Linked DNA regions of Callithrix jacchus: region 2 is linked to region 1. The links are chromatin contacts, called in public Hi-C maps. All regions are on one chromosome and are shown on one strand. The core of a region is the stretch at or near the end of the contact, and the rest is flanking DNA. Distances in the headings are between cores, read along the strand shown.

Evidence for each region. Hi-C and Micro-C count contacts between places; a contact is called where the count stands out from the background.
Region 2: a contact with region 1 is called in a Hi-C map of skeletal muscle, with 3 times the contacts expected there. The contact joins the promoter of LOC103793425 here to the promoter of SLC38A10 in region 1. A contact is called at or near these places in 2 of 3 Hi-C or Micro-C datasets (both in skeletal muscle).

What each region holds. Positions count from the first base shown.
Region 1 is chr5:136,966,543-136,970,133 of calJac240_pri, forward strand. SLC38A10 (solute carrier family 38 member 10) reads right to left here and starts at 1,508. Exons shown (of 13, transcript XM_078374942.1): 1 at 1,063-1,508. The coding sequence starts at 1,161.
Region 2 is chr5:137,143,674-137,147,105 of calJac240_pri, forward strand. It overlaps LOC103793425, which reads left to right and starts at 2,053. Exons shown (of 5, transcript XM_078374955.1): 1 at 2,053-2,288. It also overlaps the pseudogene LOC100894947.

The DNA.
Region 1 (3,591 bases), core at 258-2,757:
TTTTTATCCCAAAGATAATAAATATGAAAAATAAAGTGTTTGCTCATCTAAAATTAAACTACTGGTACCATTTTGTTTCAAAATATACATCTTGTTTTCATTTTTCTACCTGCTTGGTAATGTTTCCATCAGCCTCCCTTTTCCAAAGCACTAAATGCTTATTTATTGTGGATTAAACAGATGCCACTTAGAAAAGGCCATTTTCTTTCATGTGTTATTCAATGCTAGAATGACACTAAACTTTTAGTACATTTTTTTCAACTATGGTAACGTTTGCACACATTAGGTCAAACGTGCAGGGGTGTTTTGGGGTCTTTTTGAGACGGAGTCTCACTCTTGTTGCCCAGGCTGCAGTGCAGCCGCGCCATCTCAGCTCACCGCAACCTCCGCCTCCTGTTATAAGCGACTCTACTGTCTCACCTCCTGAGTAGCTAGCTGGGACTACAGGCGCCCGCCCCCACACCCTGCTAATTTTTGTATTTTTAGTGGAGATGGGGTTTCACCATGTTGGTCAGGCTGGTCTTGAACTCGTGACCTAAGGTGATCCATCCGCCTTGGCCTCCTAAAGTGCCGGGATTACAGGTGTGAGCTGCCGACCTGGCCAAATGTGCAGTTTTTGTGAAACACAGATCTGAGGTGTACAACCTGGATGTCTGTAATCACCTTGCAACCGAGGCCTGGGAGGGGTGAATTGTGTGCTTCTGAAGACAGGTGCGGCCGGTCAGAGTTTTTAAACACAGGATAAAGCGTGAAAACATTGAGTGCTGCGGTTCCCTTCCGCTTCTGAAGGATCATTTTGCTTTATTACAGTTTGCTTCGGTATCCAGTTTTTGAGTGTGAGGAACTTTCCGGCCAGAGCTGCCAGGGCCGATGCCGTGCGCTTTTCATCCACGGATTCTCTGCGGGGACTGCGCCGGGACCCCGAAGGTCGCCCCGCCCGCGGCCGCCTGCACCCGCCCAGCGAAGCCCTGCCCCCGCGGGAGCTTTAACCAGGAGGACCCGGCCAGACGCCCCCTCCGCGGGGGAGGCGAGGGCGGTGACCCCCGGGCCCACGGGACTCACCTGTTTGAAGCAGAAGGGCATGGTGAGGACACTGACCCCTACGATGCTGTTCACGATGTTCGTGATCAGCCCCCAGTTGGAGGCGGCGGCCGCGGTCATAGTGAGAGGTCTAGGGTCGCCGGGCTGCAGCCGGCTTTGGGAGCCCTGCCCAAGGCCAAGGTCACAGGTCCCAACGTCCAGAACACCACTGGGGCGGGGATGGGCAGCGGCACGGGAGCCTGAGCAGGCGCGGGCGCGGGCGCGGGCCCCGGAGACTGCCCGGAGGAGGCGGCCTCAAGGGCCGGAGCGGGGGCGACGTCAACCTCCGGACTCCACCAGGCTCTGCTGCCGCCTCAGAGCCATGCGTTCGTCTCCAGTGAATCTCCGAGCCCAGATCCGGAAGAGCCGCGGAGCCAGCTAAGGCCACCTCAGCCACACACAGCCGCCTCAGCAACTCTCACACTTCCGCCTTCCGCGGGCTCCGCTGCCCGGAAGTGACGGTAGGGGGCGGGGCTTTGAGGGACGCGAGCCAATGAGAGGCGGGCCCGAAAGGGCGGGCGGAAACAGGGCCGGAGGAACCCTATGGCCGCGAGAGCTGTGTGGCTGCGTAGCTGCCTGGTTCTCGGATTTGGTCCTGCAGAGCTGTTCCCAAAGACCCGCTTTAACTGGAGCTGGACAACGAATCGCCCCGCTAGGCCTCGATTTAGAAGGGAGTCGCGGACTGGAGGGAAAGGGAGGCGCTGTGCCCTCCGGGAAGGAGCAGGTTTTAGGGTTCCTTCTCGGCCTTTACCCCCAGGTCCGATTTGGGGGCGAGTGCTTGGTGCCGGGGCACGGGCGGTGGGAAGCCGAAAATTAGCCTGTTCTGAGGAATTAGCACCTACGAGGTAGGGATGAAACGCTAGGCGCAGAAAGGCTCGGCCACTCGCTAAGGCCAGAGAACTCTAAGGGGATGCGGTGCACTTCAGAGCCGAGCCCAGAGCCGCAGCCATGGAGAACTTCACCTTCTCATACGAAAAGAGCAAGGAACATGCCGGGAGGGGACAGGAGAGGTGGAGGTTTTCATGACCCGAGAAACCCAGGAGGGCTTCCAGAAGGAGGTGGCTTCTAGTCTGGCGCTTGAAGGACAAATGAGAATTCCTGGGGTAGAAATGGAAGCCGGGGAGAGGAGAGAACAGAGAAGGGTCCTGATAGACCTGTGGATTCCTGGCACCTAGCAGCTCACTCTGAGTCTGCTGACTGAGCGCGTATACCAGAGGGCTGGGGAGGAGGGCAGAGGAAAGGAGGCTGTGTCTGCAGCACCTGCTGGACCAGGTGTCTTAGAACAGAGGCCAGTTCCTCAGCCAGGTAAGGCTGTGCCCCACCCCCAGGAGAAGAACAAGAAGAAATGCCAGGGTAAAGACGAATTAAATACGCAAGCAAAATAATAGATGCTGATTCATTTTTTATTTTTATTTTTTTGAGTCAGCGTCTCGCTCTGTCGCCCAGGCTGTAGTGCAGTTGTGCGATCGCAGCTCACTGCAACCTCTGCCTCCCGGGTTCAAGCTATTCTCGTGCCTCGGCCTCCCAAGTAGCTGGAATTACAGGCGCCCCCGCCCCAACGCCCGGCTAATTTTTGGATTTCTTGTAGAGATGGGGTTTCACCATGCTGGCTAGGTTGGTCTAGAATTCCCGACCTCTGATGATCCACCCACCTCGGCCTCCCAAAATGCTGGGATTACAGGTGTGAACCAGCCCATTTACTTTCATATAAATGAAATACACACACATCCATAACCTTTTTATTATGTAATAAATACCATAAACCTGCTATTTGGCTTTAAGAACAAAAATTACCAGGGACTGAGATCCTCCCTTTCAGTTCCTCCCCAGCTGCACTTCTTCCCTGCTGTCTTGGGATCATCACAATCCAGATTTTTTCAATTCATTACTTTTCTTTAAACGTTTACCTTTTTTTTTTTTTTTTTTGAGACAGAGTCTCGAGCTGTTGCCCAGTTTGGAGTGCAGTGGCGCAGTCTCATCTTACTGCAGCTTCTGCCTCCTGGACTCAAGTGATCCTCCCACTTAAGGCCCTCAGTAGCTGAAACTACAGGTGTGTGCCACCATGTAGTTTTTAAATTTTTTTGTAGAGATGGGGATTTGCCATGTTGCCCAGGCTGGTCTTGAACTCCTGGGCTCAAGCGATCTGCCTGTCTCAGCCTCCCAAAGTGCTGGGATTACAGAGGTGAGCCACCATGCCCAGCCAACTATTTGTCTCTTAATAGTAGTTTATTCCATTTTCCAAATTAATACAGATTGGCCTGCACGTATGACTGCCTAGGATAAAGAATACACTTCCTGTGTCCCTTGCAGGCAGGGTTCTGGACAATAAGAAGTGAGCAGAAATGACAGGACAAATGTCTAGGGCATTTCTTAGGAGAGAGTCTGCCACTCCCTTCATCCTGCTGCTTGGAACCCAGACGTGATGGGAGGAAGCCATCTTGGACAGTGCAGATAGCATGATACCATGGCAGAGTACAGCACCAAGCTAGGAGGATCCTGGGTCCCTGGACA
Region 2 (3,432 bases), core at 803-3,302, 180 kb after region 1:
CCTGGGAGCCCTCAGTCCCCCTCCCAGCACTGATTACTTGGAAAAGTCCCAAGCCTGGGTTGATGGAGAAAGTGGGATCCCGACAGTGGCCTGGGCCTGGAATGGCAACTTGACCAAAACAGGGGTCATCTCCAAGGTCACCCTCCCAGACCTGGGAGTCTAAAAACACTTAAACCCTTAAGAATGAGGCGTTTGCATCAGATCACTGTTCAGGACACCACTGGTGCCATGGACGGAGCAGTCCCTGGGCCGAAGTGGCTGCTCTGCTCTGATGAGCATGGCCACCCTTGAGAGCTCCCAGGCCCAGGGGCCTCCCCCAAAGCCTGGAGTAAGTGGCCCCTGGAAGGACTCCCAGCCCAGAGCCTTGGCAGGTGTCTGCGGCTCCCCAGGGGTGGGGTGCTGGGAGGCTGACATTTGCGGAGTGTTTTTACTGTTGAACAAATTGAATCAATTAAACAGGCCCCATCGGGGTGGCTGGAGCTGGTGAACAGGAGGGAAGAGGGAAGCAGAGCCAAGGGGAAGGCAGGAGGGCGTCTCCCCAAGCGTGGTTCAGACGCATCAGGGCAGGAGACTCCCCATGTTGACAAGAGGGAGGTGAGTTAGTGGAGGTGGACTGGGAGGAAAGTCAGTGGGGACTGTCCCTGCTGTGTGTTCCCTGGAAGCACAGCTAGGCCTGAGTCTCCTACCCAGAGGCAGCCACCTCTGGGCTTCTGTGTCCCTTTGGGGCGCCAAATTTCCCAAGACACCCCAGCCTCCTTTCAAAGGCATTTTATTGCTCTCACATGGAGGCCTCCGGAAGCTGGAAGTCTCCACCAGAGAAAGAGCGGAGGCTGCCCAAGGAGGCTGGAGGAGGCAGAGAGGAAAGAGGAAACAGATTGAGGGGTTGATAGCGAGGACCCGGGGTCACCCACCTGGAGCGGAAGCCTCCCCCTAGGGCAGCCTGAGAATGATCCAGGCGCCGGCTGCTCTGTGACCCAGCTGACCGAGGGACAGCCCCTGCTGGAGCCCCAGCAGCTGCCGCGTCCCTCCTGTCCCAGCAAGGGCTGCAGGGCCATCCCCTCCAATCCCTCCCCAGAGGTCCGGTGCGGCTGCCTCTCCTCCTGCTGCTGCTCAGGAGGGCGAGGTTTCCTGAGTCAGACCACCAGCAGCGGGCGGGCGGCTAGCCCCTCTCAGCATGGCGCTTGCCCACACATGCCAGGACAATGGCGAGCTCACTGTCATCCTGGACAGTCAGATCACTTTGTCCCTTCATGTCGAGTGACCAATATTGGGCCACCCGAGGCAGACGAGTGTCACCAGCTAGCTCCCAGGGAGGACAGGGTGGACAGGGCCTGTCATCCACCAGCACTCTGCCCCGGGGCCCGTAGGCTGAGGGCACTGGCCGGCTCGGGGGCAGGAGCTAGTTTGGCCGAGGCACCTGCTTCTTAGGCAGCTTCAGGAAACAGCCGGGGACCAGGCTGGAAAGGCGGAGACCCTCGCAGCGACCACATGCATGGCGTGAGCTGCGCGTGGGTGCTGCCCCTTCCGCAGCCGGAATTCCAGGCCCAGCTGCTGCAGGAGGGACCGCCAGCTAGGGGCTCAGGGAAAAGGGTGGGGGAAGGCGTGGCGCCCGCGCTCGTGGTTCTTGCTTGGATGGCGCGGGCTGAGGACCCCTACGCCTGCACTGCGGTGTGCAGGTCTCAGGATCTGAGGGGGCTGCCGATCGTGGCCGGTGCGTTCAGGCCCGGGGCAGTGGGGCGGGCGCCGCGTGTATTGCTAGGTTGACCGCAGGCAACCACGTGGCACTGCGAGAAACGAACGGTCGTGACTTAGTCCAAGGGGCCGTTTCTGCATTTTCACTCCGACCTGGCGAGCTGCAGCACAGCCACGGGACCGGAAGTCGCCGCCAGGTGGGTCGAGACCGCGATCTGAACTCGGCCCTGAGGCCTCCAGCTCCAGCCGCGGGTTCTCAATCCTGGCGTGAACCAGGAGATCAACCTCCGGCGCCCGTCACAGGCGCCCTCCCACGGGAGCCGGCCGGCAGGAGCGGTGCAGGGGCGCCCTCCAGCGGCCGTGGCCGGGATGGCAGCCGCCTGCCAGGCCCCAAGCGTGGCCGCGTGGGCAGCGCGCGTGGCCCGTGAGGGAAAGGTGGCCGCTCCTTCTGGGTGGGCCTTGGGACTTCTTCGCACCTTATGTGGCTGCTTCGTGAGGAGCGCCCTCGCTCACCCCTCAAGGCCCGTGTTTCCAACTGGATTAGCAGGCAACTTGGAAAACAGAGGGAGCTGGTCTGGTTGGAAAGAAAAAGCCAGGTGGGTTCCCGCCGGAGCCCCGAAGGGGCGGGGCCGGAAAGGGGGCCTGGCCAGAGGGAAGGAGCATTCTGAGTTGGGGGGCTGGGGGAGCACCTAGGCCAGGAGCCGGGGGAGCACCTAGGCCAGGAGCTGGGGGTACACCCAGGCAAGAACTGGGGAGCACCTAAGCCAAGAGCTGGGGGAGCATCCAGGCAGGAGTTAGGGAGCATCAGGCCAGGAGCTGGGGGAGCATCTGGGCAGGAGCTGAGGGAGCACGTAGGCCAGGAGCTGGAGGAATGTCCAGGCAGGAACTGGGGAGCGTCAGGCCAGGAACTGGGGAGCACCCAGGCAGGAGCTGGGGGAGTATTGACGCAGGAGCTGTGTCTCATGTTATCCTGTCATCTGGAGTTGTGTGTGCTGGGAGGAGCATTTCAAGGTCTACAGCCCCTCTCTGTACTGGAGCCGCCTCTGTGTGTACATTTTAAATGAGCGATCCTTCCCTCGCTGCTCTCCCAGTGGGATCTAGAACTGTTAGGCACACACCTGGTAAAGGAGTGCTGCCCTCTCTCTTGGGGAGAAACAGGCTTTTAGCTCAGAGAATATCTGCCTCCCTGGGAACTGAAATCCTGCCACACCCAAACCAAGAGCGTTCTTGGAGCAGATATCAATGGCACACACTGCTTCTGAAATTACAGATGTAAATCTTTAAAAAACATTTTGTTTTGAGGCAGGAGCTCTTGCTCTGTGGCCCAGGCTGGAGCACAGCGGCACCACCACGGCTCACGGCAAACTCAGCCTCCCTGGCTCCAGCGATCCTCCCACCTCAGCCTCCCAAGTGGCTGGGACTACAGACACATGCCACCATGCATGGTTAATTATTTTTAATTTTTTGTAGATACAAGGTCTCCTATGTTGCCCAGATTAGTCTTGAACTCCTGGGCTCAAGCAATCCTCCCACCTTGGCCTCCTATAATTACAAGCATGAGCCCTTGTGCCTGGCCTGTAAAGTTAATAGCAGTATTGAGATATAATTCACATACCATAAAATTTACCCATTTGAAGTGTACAATTCAATGGTTTGGGTATGTTACATTACATATTTTTTTCTTTTGTTGAGAGAGTTTCGCTCTATTGCCCAGGCTGGAGTGCAGTGGCATGATCTTGG